2 separate regions of the Ovis aries genome follow, and region 1 is linked to region 2. A link is a contact called in public Hi-C data. All regions are on one chromosome and are shown on one strand. The core of a region is the stretch at or near the end of the contact, and the rest is flanking DNA. Distances in the headings are between cores, read along the strand shown.

The links. Hi-C and Micro-C count contacts between places; a contact is called where the count stands out from the background.
Region 1: a Hi-C map of blood shows a contact between it and region 2, with 4 times the contacts expected there. The contact joins the promoter of LOC114115866 here to the promoter of SQOR in region 2. A contact is called at or near these places in 6 of 16 Hi-C or Micro-C datasets (blood, hypothalamus, liver and 3 more).

The regions. Positions count from the first base shown.
Region 1 is chr7:63,133,428-63,141,107 of ARS-UI_Ramb_v3.0, reverse strand. LOC114115866 reads right to left here and starts at 1,992. Exons shown (of 3, transcript XM_060418697.1): 1 at 1,846-1,992; 2 at 420-772. The coding sequence starts at 1,992. LOC106991282 (a long non-coding RNA gene) reads left to right here and starts at 2,282. Exons shown (of 4, transcript XR_003589922.3): 1 at 2,282-2,460; 2 at 5,005-5,075. SLC30A4 (solute carrier family 30 member 4) reads right to left here. Exons shown (of 8, transcript XM_060418650.1): 8 at 5,958-7,680.
Region 2 is chr7:63,002,791-63,009,732 of ARS-UI_Ramb_v3.0, reverse strand. It overlaps SQOR (sulfide quinone oxidoreductase), which reads left to right and starts at 3,483. Exons shown (of 11, transcript XM_004010645.6): 1 at 3,483-3,563. It overlaps LOC121819982 (a long non-coding RNA gene), which reads right to left and starts at 3,080. Exons shown (of 2, transcript XR_006060392.2): 1 at 2,818-3,080.

The DNA.
Region 1 (7,680 bases), core at 743-3,242, 130 kb before region 2:
AGGGGCAGATGAATGAGATGGGTGTGGAGGAAGGTGCAGGCGGGGGTGGCCATGATTTCCGCTGAGCTTCAGTCACTGGAGGCTTGAGTTTGGGGTTCAAACCAGCTGGAAAAGCTGGGGCTGCTGCTGCTGCTAAGTCGCCTCAGTCGTGTCCGACTCTGTGCGACCCCATAGACGGCAGCCCACAAATCTCCCCCATCCCTCGGATTCTCCAGGCAAGAACACTGGAGTGGGTTGCCATTTCCGTCTCCAATGCATGAAAGTGAAAAGTGAAAGTGAAGTCGCTCAGTCGTGTCCGACTTTTAGCGACCCCTGGGGCAGCCTACCCTAAACAGGTGGGCTGGGGGTAGGGGTTAGCCAAGGGCCCCAGGCGGAGGGAGGCCCAGGAGACGGCCTTTTTTGTTGTAAAGCACGATTACCTCGCCGGCTGTGGTACCGCGGGCGCTGAATTCCCTCTCAGGACAGCAGCTTCCTCGGCTTTGAAGTGAAGGAGGCTGGCCACGCCGTCTCCCAACCCCGATTGCAAGGGAGGAGCGTGGGACTGCGCACAGGTTGCCGGAGGTGGGGGACTTCCCGGCAGGACAAAGCCTCTTCTAGGGGGACGGGCGGCTTTCCAAGGCTTGCCTTCCTGCCGGACCTCGGCTGCTCCGGGCCCTGCCGGTAGCCGGGCCCAGGCTGACGCGGGACCTCGGAGGTGCGAGCTGAGGTCCGCCTCCAGACCCGGCAGATGAGAGGGACCAGCCTGCTCTGCCGGGCTGCGCCGGGAACAGTGCTGGGACGCAGGAGGGGCCAGCTGCTCCCGTCCCTGGGGGTTCCCCGTCCTTTCCCGGGGTCCCTCCCCCCGCCCCGCCCCCCGGGGGCAATGAGGAGCCCACAGGAGCTAAGTCCAGGGGCAGACACGAGGCCCTCCCAGGCAGGGCGGTGAGTGACCGCAGGAAGTCAGCAGAGGCCTCTGGGCGGAAAGCCTGCAGAAAGGATGGAGACACCCTGACTCCGGAAAGCGAGCCAGACCGCCGGCGCTAGTCATCCCCCAGCCACACCCACCAGGCAGCCCCGCCTCTTCCACCGCCCACCCCTCCTTACTCAGTTACCTGAAAGCTCTGGTCTTCAAAAGCATCCTTGTTTTAAAAATAATTTCTGTTTCCTTTATTAGCACTCAGCTCCAGCTTTCATAAATATGTGAAATCGATGTAAATAATTGTTAAATTAAAAATGCACATGTTCCCAGTGGATCAAGAAGACCTAGCCGTCATTCTCAGGAGCTCTGTGTTGGGCCTGGGGGAGACAGCCCTATACTCAGCGTCCTCACAGGACTGAGGGCCACCATAGGACCACAAGGGGGGTTCAGGGAAGACTCTTGGGAGGAAACCTTGACCTGAGACCTGGGGCTTAACAGAGATCTGGCTAATGAAGGAGAGAGGGCATCTCAGGAGAGGGGCCAACCTAGGCAGGACCAGCAGATGGGTACCACCAGGAGTTGTGGTCAAGCAGGGAACTGAGGAGGAAATGTTCCTTTTTCTGAACTCATCACACTGATAATCATTTGTACAAGTATCTGTCAGTATCTGCCCTGGTAGGTTACAAGCTCCAGGAGAGGAAATGGTATACATTTTATGGTTCCTCAGGATCCTGGTGTTTAGTACAATGACTGGCACACAGTAAGTATTCAGTTAGATTGGTGTTAATTGACCAAATAAATGAGAATTCTTCTGTTAATGTGGGTTTGGTCAGAAAGGGCTGAGAAGCCAAGCTAACTAGAGTGTAAATGTTATCCTAAGGGCAGTAGGGAGCCACTAAAGGTTTTAAATACTCAACAACAACAAAAGTTTTAAATAAGGGAATGACTTGGTCAGCTTTGTGTTCCAGGAATCCCTTTTTGGCTTTGGTCTGGAGAATGGCTGGAGACAGAGTCCAGGTGGCAGACGCATTGTCCTTACCTAGGAGCACTGTTTGATTCAGTATCTGTTTATGTGATCTCCTTCGGTAGGCCATGAGCCCTGGAGGGCCAGGGCCAGGCCTGTTTGCCTCGCATCCCTGTGCCCAGCACACATGGCACGTGGTAATGGCTCTGTGGGTTTAATGGGTGAAATTCTGATTGGAAGTTGCAAATGCAACTTTAAGGGTAGGTGGTGATGTTTAATGCATGCAATGTCATAGGCAACTTTCAAAACATGGGGAACATGAAGGAAAAGGTCATTAACGTTTGGGAAACAGTGTCAGAGCCCTGGGAGGTGGGATGGAGGAGGAGGAGGAGGGGTGTGGGGAGATGGAGCGGGCTCCTCAGAGCTGTGACAGTTGCTGGACTGATGAGGTCTTCCAGGTTTGGTATCTCTCTGAGATGAGAGGCTGAGGTGGGAAGCAGCAGGTTTGGAGGACTCGGTGAGGCATTTGGGTGTCTATGGGACATCCAGCTCAAGACTGGGGTGTCTCCAGCAATAGAAGATTCTGGAATCTTTCAGGGTGAGTGTATGGCAGAATGTGGGGAAGTGTCTGGAATTCCCTGGAGAGGAGAACATTTGAGTAGGAGCAGAGAAGTGAGTCAGGGAGTCGGTGGGGTGGTGGGGGTGGGGAGAGGATGGAGAAGCACCAGGAGCTCCTGCCTCAGGACTGTGAGCTGGTGACTTCCTTTGTGTTCCCTCCAGACTCTTTATTATGAGCCCATCGTAACAGTCCTGTCAGGAACCGGCACTGCAGAGCCTCTGGTGAAGCCCAGCTCCTCAACTTCTGTGTACACTTGGCTCACCTCCCTTTTGTGGTCACAGTGCCACATTCTGTGATTGCCTTCTGTCTTCACAAGACCTGCCTTCTGGACATTATACTTTCCTCCACTCAGTCACTTAACTGATTTCATTTCTGCTTGTCACCTTTCTCATGCCCCTGGCTTTTCCAAATAGTTCTGCCCACTCCCTAGTGAGCCAGGCTCCCTGCTGCAATGTCCTAGAGGGGGAACCAAGGGTGTTTCCCATCTTTTCTCCACTTCCTCCCCTTTCTTCCCTCCTCATCTGTCTGAGCAAAGGTCCAGCACTGGCAGCAGCTGGGGGAAACACAGGGCTGGCCGCCCTCCCAGCCACTGCACATCCAGGTCCCCCAGTTGTGGGCCAGGTACAATGGTGCACCTGTCAACAGGTGGCACTTGGGGCAGAAAGCCCTGATTGGTTGCATTTCTTGATTTCCATGGTGTAAATATTCCCACCACCATCAATTTCAAGCTGCTGCTACTAAGTCACTTCAGTCGTGACCGACTCTGTGTGACTCCATAGACAGCAGCTCACCAGGCTCCCCCATCCCTGGGATTCTCCAGGCAAGAACACTGGAGTGGGTTGCCATTGCCCTCTCCAATGCATGAAAGTGAAAAGTGAAAGTGAAGTCACTCAGTTGTGTCCGACTCTAGGCGACCCCATGGACTGCAGCCTACCAGGCTCCTCCATCCATGGGATTTTCCAGGCAAGAGTACTGGAGTGGGGTGCCATTGCCTTCTCCCAATTTCAAGCTACCAACAAGATATTACTGAATGCAGAACTGGGGGCAGATGGGAAGCAATGCGCTGTCAAATAATATTTCTAGCAAGCAGACACAACAGGTGTAGACAGCCTCAAAAGCAAATATAATTACAAAATTCAGTCAAATAATTGGGAAGTTTTGAGTATTTGTTGCTTTTTAAAACATAACTTATTCTAAGATTTTATAATTGTTAATATGATGACTGTTTAACAACTGCTTTGCAAAAACCAAAACAACAGCTTTGCAGAATTCCTTAAAACTTAACAATTAGATCTTGTAAGCAGTACAGACTGGCTTCAGCCAACCACTGGGTGCCATATGGGCCAGGAGGAGAAGTGGAGACCCCAAGCCCCAAACTATAGTGCATTCTTACCTGCAGCCTCTCCCTGCCCGGGCTGTGTGGGTGGCAGGTGACAGGTAGCAAGCCTCCGCAACCCAGGAGGAGCAGAGCTGGGCCCTGGGCACCCCTCCCACCTGTAGACATGCAGTTTTCTGGCCTGGGCCTGTGGGCTCTGCGCATACCCAAGCCCCAGGCTCTGGACATCTATCCAAGTAACCTCCAGAATGAGGCAGTCTGAGTGGTGCAATTTCCTCTGCCCTAAAAAGTGTGAAATACTGCTCAGAATGTAGGCTTGCCCAATTACCCACAAAGAAAAACCAGAAGAGGACAAAGCCTCTCTTTCTAAGCTTCTCTTTATATCAGTGGGCTACAAAGCAGGTCGTGCTAGGTCTGAAAGGACATGAGATGGAGATGACTTGAGGCGTGCAGCTCATCCTGTGGGCATTTCTGGACATGGAGAATGAAAAGCATCAGTGAGCTAATTTGACCTGTTCTAAATGTGCACTAGATCTTGGGGACTCAGAGGTGGTGACCTAACATGGTAGAAACCTTGTGTTGGCTACTCCAGGAAATAGCTGAATCTCTGACTTGATGTTCCTGTGTTCTTGCCAGTGACCATTGTGAAGCCTAGATAAAAGGGGTCACCTTCTCACCACATCCTATATGTGCCTCGGGCCCTGGTTTATGGTGTTAATAACTAAAGGTATCTTCTCGCTCATAATCACATCCCATCACAAGCCAACCCATTGCACCTGCTCCCTCTCAAGCTCACTTTCAGAACTGCACCTCTATTTGCAGCTTTTCCACATTCTCTCATGGGGTCTTCCTTTGAGTGTGGGGTTTGTGTGCTCTGATATTTAAGCACAGGAAGGCCAGGACTTCGTCACTCACACATTCATTCATTCCTTTGTTCAGTGGGGAGTGGGGCTGGGGAGGAGGCAGGAGGATGGAAAGGTCTGTCCAACTCTAAGTGGGGGCACAGCTCAGGGAAGGCTGCACCCTAAGTGGAGGCAGAAGGAGAGGCAGAGGGAGGCAGGAACAGAGACCAAACCCCTGTTTCTCTCTGCTTTCAGACCTTGTGCCAGGGTGTACCTGCCTTTGTAAACAGTAAAACAGTGTCTGAATGCTAGGTGAGGTAGTTATTCATTTTCTTTGGACTGCAGGTTACTCCCAGAGAATGTTTCCATGGATTTGCCCGCCTCAGGACAGCCTCACCTGTGTTTCCTGCCTTGAGGTAAAGACCTTTTTATTCCTTTATTCGGAACAAAAAACATTAATATGTTGTTTTCTGCCCTCCCTCTAAAAAAAAAAGCAGTTCTAGCTGTATTCCATCTAGCTGTATGGTGGCTTAAAGTTTTGATTTCTCATTATTTAACATTGCTTACTTGCAATATTTGGGGAAATTTAGGAGAAGGCAATGGCACCCCACTCCAGTACTCTTGCCTGGAAAATCCCATGGACGGAGGAGCCTAGTAGGCTGCAGTCCATGGGGTTGCTCAAGAGTCAGACACGACTGAGCGACTTCACTTTCACTTTTCACTTTCATGCACTGGAGAAGGAAATGGGAACCCACCCCAGTGCGTCACTGGGGTCGCACAGAGCCGGACACGACTGAAACGACTTAGCAGCAGCAGCAGCAGCTGAAATTCAGGCATAGCCAGTTGGAAGGCTCAGGAGCAAGGTTATGGCGCTATCTACTGGTAACATCTAAGTATGACAAAGTTGAACTTGCATTGAGCCTCTTGCGTAGGTGAAAATGAGTTGATTTTTAAGTGAAGTACAGTTGATTTACAATGTTGAGTTGAATATGAGTTTATTTAAAAGCTTAAAATGGAAAGTGTGTTGTGTTGAATATGAGTTTATTTAAAAGCTTAAAATGGAAAGTGTGTGTGCATCAACATATGCAGATAACAAGTTAATATAAAAAACCTCAATGGAAAAATGAGCTCAGAAAAATGTATGAGACATAAAGGGGTACTTCATAAAAAAGGATATCCATTGCATGATGAATTTATGAAAGATGGTCGACTTTTCATTCTTGGAGACTCCTGGGGGAGGAAGAGATGGGATGGAGGGCCTCAGACCAAAAAACCAACAAAAACAACAAAAAACAACCTTCCAAGTAATTCAGATTTTATCCACCAGGGGGAGGACTTTGACTTTAAGTTGCATCAGTTCAGTTCAGTTCAGTTCAGTTGCTCAGTCGTGTCTGACTCTGCGACCCCATGAATCCCAGCACGCCAGGCCTCCCTGTCCATCACCAACTCCCGGAGTTCACTCAGACTCATGTCCATCGAGTCAGTGATGCCATCCAGCCATCTCATCCTTGGTCGTCCCCTTCTCCTCCTGCCCCCAATCCCTCCCAGCATCAGAGTCTTTTCCAATGAGTCAACTCTTCCCACGAGGTGGCCAAAGTACTGGAGTTTCAGCTTCAGCATCATTCCTTCCAAAGAAATCCCAGGGCTGATCTCCTTCAGAATGGGCTGGTTGGATCTCCTTGCAGTCCAAGGGACTCTCAAGAGTCTTCTCCAACACCACAGTTCAAAAGCATCAATTCTTCGGCGCTCAGCTTTCTTCACAGTCCAACTCTCACATCGTACATGACTACTGGAAAAATCATAGCCTTGACTAGACGGACCTTAGTTGGCAAAGTAATGTCTCTGCTTTTGAATATACTATCTAGGTTGGTCATAACTTTTCTTCCAAGGAGTAAGCGTCTTTTAATTTCATAGCTGCAGTCACCATCTGCAGTGATTTTGGAGCCCCCAAAAATAAAGTCTGACACTGTTTCCACTGTTTCCCCATCTATTTCCCGTGAAATGATGGGACTGGATGCCATGATCTTCGTTTTCTGAATGTTGAGCTCTAAGCCAACTTTTTCACTCTCCTCTTTCACTTTTGTCAAGAGGCTTTTTAGTTCCTCTTCACTTTCTGCCATAAGGGTGGTGTCATCTGCATATCTGAGGTTATTGATAGTTCTCCAGGCAATCTTGATTGAAGCTTGTGTTTCTTCCAGCCCAGTGTTTCTCATGGTGTACTCTGCATGTAAGTTAAATAAGCAGGGTGACAATATACAGCCTTGACGTACTCCTTTTCCTGTTTGGAACCAGTCTGTTGTTCCATGTCCAGTTCTAACTGTTGCTTTCTGACCTGCATAAAGATTTCTCAAGAGGCAGGTCAAGTGGTATTCTCATCTCTTTCAGGATTTTCCAGTTTATTGTGATCCACACAGTCAAAGTCTTTGGCATAGTCAATAAACCAGAAATAGATGTTTTTCTGGAACTCTCTTTTTCCATGATCCAGCAGATGTTGGCAATTTGATCTCTGGTTCCTCTGCCTTTTCTAAAACCAGCTTGAACATCAGGAAGTTCACGGTTCACGTATTGCTAAAGCCTGGCTTGGAGAATTTTGAGCATTACTTTACTAGCATGTGAGATGAGTGCAATTGTGTGGTAGTTTGAGCATTCTTTGGCATTGCCTTTCTTTGGAATTGGAATGAAAACTGACTTTTTCCAGTCCTGTGGCCACTGCTGAGTTTTCCAAACTTGCTGGCATATTGAGTGCAGCACTTTTACAGCATCATCTTTCAGGATTTGAAATAGCTCAACTGGAATGCCATCACCTCCACTAGCTTTGTTCGTAGTGATGCTTTCTAAGGCCCACTTGAGTTCACGTTCCAGGATGTCTGGCTCTAGATGAGTGATCACACCATTGTGATTATCTGGGTCATGAAAATCTTTTTTGTACAGTTCTTCCATGTATTCTTGCCACCTCTTCTTAACATCTTCTGCTTCTGTTAGGTCCATACCATTTCTGTCCTTTATCGAGCCCATCTTTGC
Region 2 (6,942 bases), core at 2,234-4,733:
GAAAGTGAAGTCGCTCAGTCGCGTCCGACTCTTTGCGACCCCGTGGACTGTAGCCCACCAGGCTCCTGTGTCCGTGGGATTCTCCAGGCAAGAATACTGGAGTGGGTTGCCATTTCCTTCTCCAGGGGATCTTCCCAACCCAGGGATCAAACCCAGGTCTCCTGCATTGCAGGCAGACACTTTAACCTGTGAGCCACCAACTTTAAAAAAAAGAACCAGACAAATTTTGGAGCTGAATAACTCAATAAATGAGATAAAGAATGTATTAGAGAAAGCATCGGAAATAGAGCAGACCATATGAAAGAAAGAATTAGTGAGCTTGAGGACAAATCTAGAAATGATACAACTGGAAGAGGAAAGAGGAATGAGATATTTAAAATGAGGAAATTCTGTGAGAGTTATCTGACTCTTTTAGGAAGTGTGACATTAGGGTAATGACTATCTCAGAAAGAAAAGCTTGAGAAGGGAGTGGAGAATTTAAATAATACCTGAGAATTTCCCAAACCTGGGAAAGGAACTGGATATACAAGTCTGTGAAGCCAAGAGAGCATCCAATACACATGCCAAAAGACCTTCTTCAAGACACATTAAGACTGTCAAAAGTCGATGACAAAGAATGAATTTTAGAGGTTTCCCTGGTGACTCACTGGTAAAGAATCCACCTGCCAATGCAAGAGACATGGGTTTGATCCCTGGTCTGGGAAGATCCCACATGGATCAACAAAGCCTGTGCACTACAACTACGAAAGCCTGGTGGTCTAGAGCCCGTGCTCCACCACAAAAAACAACTGCAATGAGAAGCCCATGCACCACAATGGAGAGTAGTGCCTGCAATTAGAGAAAGCACACTGGCAGCAACAAAGACCTAGCACAGCCAAAAATAAATTATTTTTTTTTAAATAATGAATTTTAAAGGCAACTAGGGAAAAAAGGATGGTAACATACAAAGGAACCCCTATTAGGCTTTCAGCAGATTTCTCAGCAGAAACCCTGCAGGCCAGGAGGAAGTGGAATGACATTCTTAAAATATTGAGAGATTAAAAACTGTTGCCCAAGAATACTCTATCCAGTAAAATTATCATTCCATATAAAGGAGAAATAAACACTTTCTCAAGCAAACAAAAACTGAGGGAGTTCATCACTACTACACTTCCTTATAAGAAGCCTTGTAAGGAGCTCTTCTACCAGAAAACAGAAAGGCAAAATACATAAAACTTTGAGCAAGGTGATACATAGAACCAGAAAATTGCAACTCTCAATAAGATTAGATTTTAAACACTATTATAGCATAAAGGTTAAGGAGGAGAGCAGAAAAAAAACTAGTGTATACTTCAACTTTGTAACAATGTAAAGAGATAATGTGAGACAACAGAAACAAAAAGAAGGGGAAGGAAAAGGAAGAAGCCTATATAGGTAAATAAAGATAAGATACTACCAGCAGAAGGATTATTTTACCTATGAGACATTTTATATAAACCTCATGGTGACCACAAAACAAAAATCTAGAGCAGAGACATGAAACATTAAAAAAAAAGAAAGAGGAAACAAAAATATCACAGAAAAACACCAAAACTAAAATAGCAGACAGAAACAAAAGGAAAAGGAACAATGGAGATGTAGAGTAACCAGAAAATAAAGGATAAAATGGCAAAATTAAGTCCTCATTTAACTAATCATCCTAAATGTAAATGGATTGAATTCACACATTGAAAGACACAGAGTGTTGGATGGATTAAAAAATTAGACAGATGGAAACAATTTTTGTTGATAAGTGTGCTGTAGGGTATACAGGGACAGAAGTGGAACACATAATATAAACTAGTGTTCAGTCGCTCAGTCGTGTCCGACTCTTTGCGACCCCGTGAATCGCAGCATGCCAGGCCTCCCTGTCCATCACCAACTCCTGGAGTTCACTCAGACTGACGTCCATCGAGTCGGTGATGCCATCCAGCCATCTCATCCTCTGTCATGCCCTTCTCCTCCTGCCCCCAGTCCCTCCCAGCATCAGAGTCTTTTCCAATGAGTCAACTCTTCGCATGAGGTGGCCAAAGTACTGGAGCTTCAGCTTTAGCATCATTCCTTCCAAAGAAATCCCAGGGCTGATCTCCTTTAGAATGGACTGGTTGGATCTCCTTGCAGTCCAAGGGACTCTCAAAAGTCTTCTCTAGCACCACAGTTCTAAAGCATCAATTCTTTGGTGCTCAGCTTTCTTCACAGTCCAACTCTCACATCCATACATGACCACAGGAAAAACCATAGCCTTGACTAGATGGACCTTTGTTGGCAAAGTAATATCTCTGCTTTTGAATATGCTATCTAGGTTGGTCATAACTTTTCTTCCAAGGAGTAAGCGTCTTTTAATTTCATGGCTGCAATCACCATCTGCAGTGACTTTGGAGCCCCCCCAAAATAAAGTCTGACACTGTTTCTACTCTTTCCCCATCCATTTCCCATGAAGTGATGGGACCAGATGTCATAAACCAGGGTTACCTCAATAGATAAACCTAACAAGACAAAACCAGAGGGAGGGGCTCAGAAGTTCAACGTTATTAGGCTCCTACTTCTCTGTGATTGCGTCAATTTTTGGTTTGCTAGGATTTCACCTTAAAAAGTTGGTTGAAACAAAAAATTCAAAAGAGATTAATCAAAATTCACAGAATGAAATGTAAAAGAAATAAACTTTCAAGGCACTTTTTAAAGGCAAGTTTGTTAACTCACATCTGAAATTATTAAAGCTTAAAACTGCAGTAAGACTTCTGGACATCCTATATGTTATAAAAAGGGGTTCTAGATCTGACGTAGTGGAGAACTACTCACCTGCATTTCACACCTACTTAAAGCAGCCAATTGAAAATGTTCATTCATGAAAGTAGGACCCAACGTTGCGTGGAGATTAGTGTCTGAAAGCTTGCTCACCGTGACCTCCATCCTAGGGTTGAGAGTGCTGCCCTGGCGCTTGCTTACCAAGGCAAGTCTGGGGGCTTCTCTGGGCCTCGGTTACCTTTTACGTGTGAAAGAAGAGCGGGAAAGCGGTGTCTCTGGACAGCCCTGGGGACCAGATGAGAAGCACAGGGCTCACTGGAGGACCCGACACAAACCGCCAGGCCTCTATCCACAGACCCGCCTTCACCTTTGTCCCTCCCAGTTACGCAACAGTGTAGGCACACGGGATGGGGAGGGGGGGCGACAGGTGGCCTCCGTGCCCTCCTCTGAGGCACCAAGGGGTCCCAGCTGCACCGCACAGTGCACTGGCGGGTAGGGGCGAGTCTGCCCTGCCGGCAGTGCCCCTGACCCGCCTGACCCGCGCCCCTGGCTGTCCCCCGTGCGCGCTGGAAACCCGGGTGTAGCCTGCACTTGGCCTTGGTTCCCCGGGCTGTGGCGCCGGGCGGGGCAGCTGTGGGACCTTCCCGGAACTTTCCCGGGGAGCGGGGGGAGGCTCGCTCTCCCCGCCTCCAGCCTCCGCCCGGGGACCGCACGGGCCCCAGCAGAGGCCGCGAGCCCTCGCAGGAAGCGGCAGCTTTTACTGCGCCAACGCTGTGGCCCGAGGCTCCGCGCACCTCTGGGTAAGAGGCATCCCGCTATCAGGCACTTGGCGAGGGAAAAGGGACCCGGCGGGGAGAGAGGTCACCCCTAAAGCCGATTGTTAACCCAGCTCTGTCCCGCATCTGGGACAGCGCGGCCCCAGTGCATCGCGTTCCATGCCGCTTCACTTTTTTTCTCCACCCGCCGCATCCGCAGCTCTTGCAGCCCCTGCTGGAACCCGGGTCTTGTGACGTCCTGGGGTCGTGGAGCTGCTGCCCTGCGAGGGGAGGTTAAAAACCAATGTATCCATGGTCTTGTGAATGGGAATTTCTTGGTGCCCTGGTGTGTAGGAATTTCTGGCATCTTCCACTTGTTGACTGTGTCACTCCGGCGTGGTCCCAGCGCGCAAGGGGTTCTCAACCCCCCGGGGTAGGAGGTGACGTCTGCTGGTCTGCCCACAGTGGGGCCCGTTTATCCACACAGCCTGTGGGAGGGAGGGGCGGGGGCTCAAGAAGTATCCTTCAGCTATGGCTGGAACCGGCCATGGAGAGCATTTAGGGCCTGTGCTAAACAGGAACTGGTGGAAAGGGTTCTCTGGTGAAATTGGGGTGCTTTCCTTTCTCTTCGTTTCTCTCTTTTAATAATAAAAATCCCAACCTAGCCTCTTACTCAAAGACACAGGGAGCAGAGCTCTGGATTTGCCTGGGCTGCCCATTGCTGTGGTGTAGGGGTCTGACCCATTTTTGTGCCATGTACCGCTTTGGCAGTTTTGGGGAGACTAAGGACCACTTTTAGGTTCAGTGCTTTTGAAGGTGTAAAATAAAAGGCAGAGTGTTATAAGGGAAACCTATTCCAAATCACTTGTCCAAATATTAAGAGAATTGATGTAGTAGTATATATGCCTTTTAAAAATAATGCATTAAGTAACATCATCTAGCAGTGGATCTAATAGCTATCATAATTTTGAAATAGTAACAAATAATATTTCAAGATTTGGGTAATGCCTGTAATATAAGAAAATATCTGTGATTTCTGTTGATGATAAAGTCATAGTTACTGCATATATCTGCTGGGGTTTGTTGCCTGAGAAGAATGAAGTGTTTGTTACTCAGTTGTGTTAGATTCTTTGTGACCCCGTGGACTGTAGCCTGCCTGGCTCCTCTGTTCATGGGATTCTCCAGGCAAGAATGCTGGAGTAGGTAGCTATTCCCTTCTCCAGGGGATCGTCCCCACCGAGGGATCAAACCCAGATCTTCTGCATTGCAGGTAGATTCTTTATCATCTGAGCCACTATTTAAAATGGAAGAAAGTGCTAAATTTTAGTTAGAGATTAGTGAAGATGAAGATGTAAATGTTTATTTTCTATGCAAGTTCCTGGTTAAGTGGAAGGTACTGCCCAGGAAGTCAGGTCACATGACTTCTGCTCTTGATGCTTTCACTGACTAGCAGCATGAGCTTGTCTTTTGGACTTCTTTTCACCTTGACTTCTTCACTGTACCGTGGAGATAATCATACCTTCCCCTTCATTTAAGGTGTCCAGTGCTATACCTGGCACAAAGCAGTGAAATAAGTACTGTTTACTAGAACTTGTGTCCCTCTCTGGACCCCAAGCCATTGCCATTATGTCCCCAGTCCTGGTACATAGAATGTGGTGGTGGTTCAGTCACTGAGTCCAGTCCCACTCTTGCCATCTTATGGAATGTAGCCCTCCAGGCTTTTCTGTCCATAGGATTTCCCAGGCAAGATTACTGGTATGGGTAGCCGTTTCCTTCTCCAGAAATTCATCAATAAATATTTTTTGAATGAATAAATACATTGGAAATTATTGCTTGTAACTACAACTAAAACACTCAGAATTTATCCAGGGGACAGCTGGTGGTTTGTGAAATGACTCCGCTTAAAATAATCTGGGGTTTCTTTTTCCTAGTGGCTGAACACATCTGGAGCTGGAATGCTTGAAATGTCAGTCAGGGCCCTTGGGTCTATGTGGGTCTTTGTGACTAGTGTTCTGCCAGAGAAAATGAAACTTGATGTTTATAGGAAGCTAGAACTCTTTTGCAGAACAGTTTATCCTCCATCTTACCTGTGTCTAGGCTCGTTAATTTGATGTGATGTAACACAGGAAGTTGTCTTATAGGGAGTGGAGCCTGACCCATGATGAGGCATTTCTGGGCCCAGTGGCACATTTCTCTTCCCTCTTTTCTTTTCACCTTCCCGTGCCCCATTGCACATTGCATAACTCCTCTATGGCCCTTAAAGATTTGGTAAGTAGGAGCAGTAGATGGAAGTTGCTACAGGCTGGCCAGATTAGACCTAAAGCCAGCTAGCTGCTTCTTAGTGCCCAGCCTTAAAAGTCTATGTAATCCAATAAATGTGGATGTTAATAGGAAGAAGAAAATCAGACTCAGCCAGGGACCCCTGTGATTTACTTTGTAAAATTGCTAAGTTGGGGCGGAAAGATGGGGAGAGAACTTTGTAAGGAACAGTAAATTTAGAGCACACTGGGGCTTTTGATGGCCGCAACTTAGGAAGGGGCAAATACTGATATTATGAACTGAATTGCATCCCCTCAAAAATTCATATGTCGAAATCCTAATCCCTGTATCTTAGAATCTGACTGTTCAGAGAGAGGGCCTTTAAAAAGGGAATTAAGGTTAAATGAGATCATAAGGGTAGGACCCTAATCCATTATGACTAGTGTCTTTATGAAAAAGGAAAAGACACCAGGGGTGCATGTAGAGACAAGACCACATGAGGACGTAAGGAGGCCCAGGCCTAGGAGAGAGGCCTCAGGAGAAACTATACATGCTGACACCTTGGTTTTGGACTTCCAGCTTCTAGAATAGTAAGAAATAAATTTCTGCTATTTGAGAGACCCAATTTGTGGTATCTTGTTATGAAAGCCTGAGCAGAATACTACACAGGCTGAGGAATGTTAGATGGAATGTGAGCTCTTTCTTCCTTCCAAGCTCTTTCTTGCAGGTTACACTGACCTTCAAGGCTCTATGTTCCAAATGATGTTGCTAAAAGATGGAGGAGGAAGGCTCAGCTCAAATAAGTTTTCTTTTGCGGAGCCACTGACATTTCTGATTCAATTTTTGCTGTAGGATAGCCTGATGAGGCAGACTAATTAAATCTGGACTTCGCCCTTTGAAAACAAAAGGTTAAGCACCTGACCCTTTGGTTCTGCAGATCCATGGGATGAACCCTCTGTGCCACATGTCTGGTTGCCTGAGTGGGGTTAACTCTCAGGGTAACTAGGAATATCAAGGTGAAAAGAGTTGGTTAATATATCAAAATATTATACTGCTGCCTTTACATAGGGCCCCAAGGGACCCTGATCTTGAACTTCCAGCCTCCAGAACTGTTAGAACATAAATTTCTGTCATTTAGCCATTTTTCTTTTTCTGTTGTTTGGTT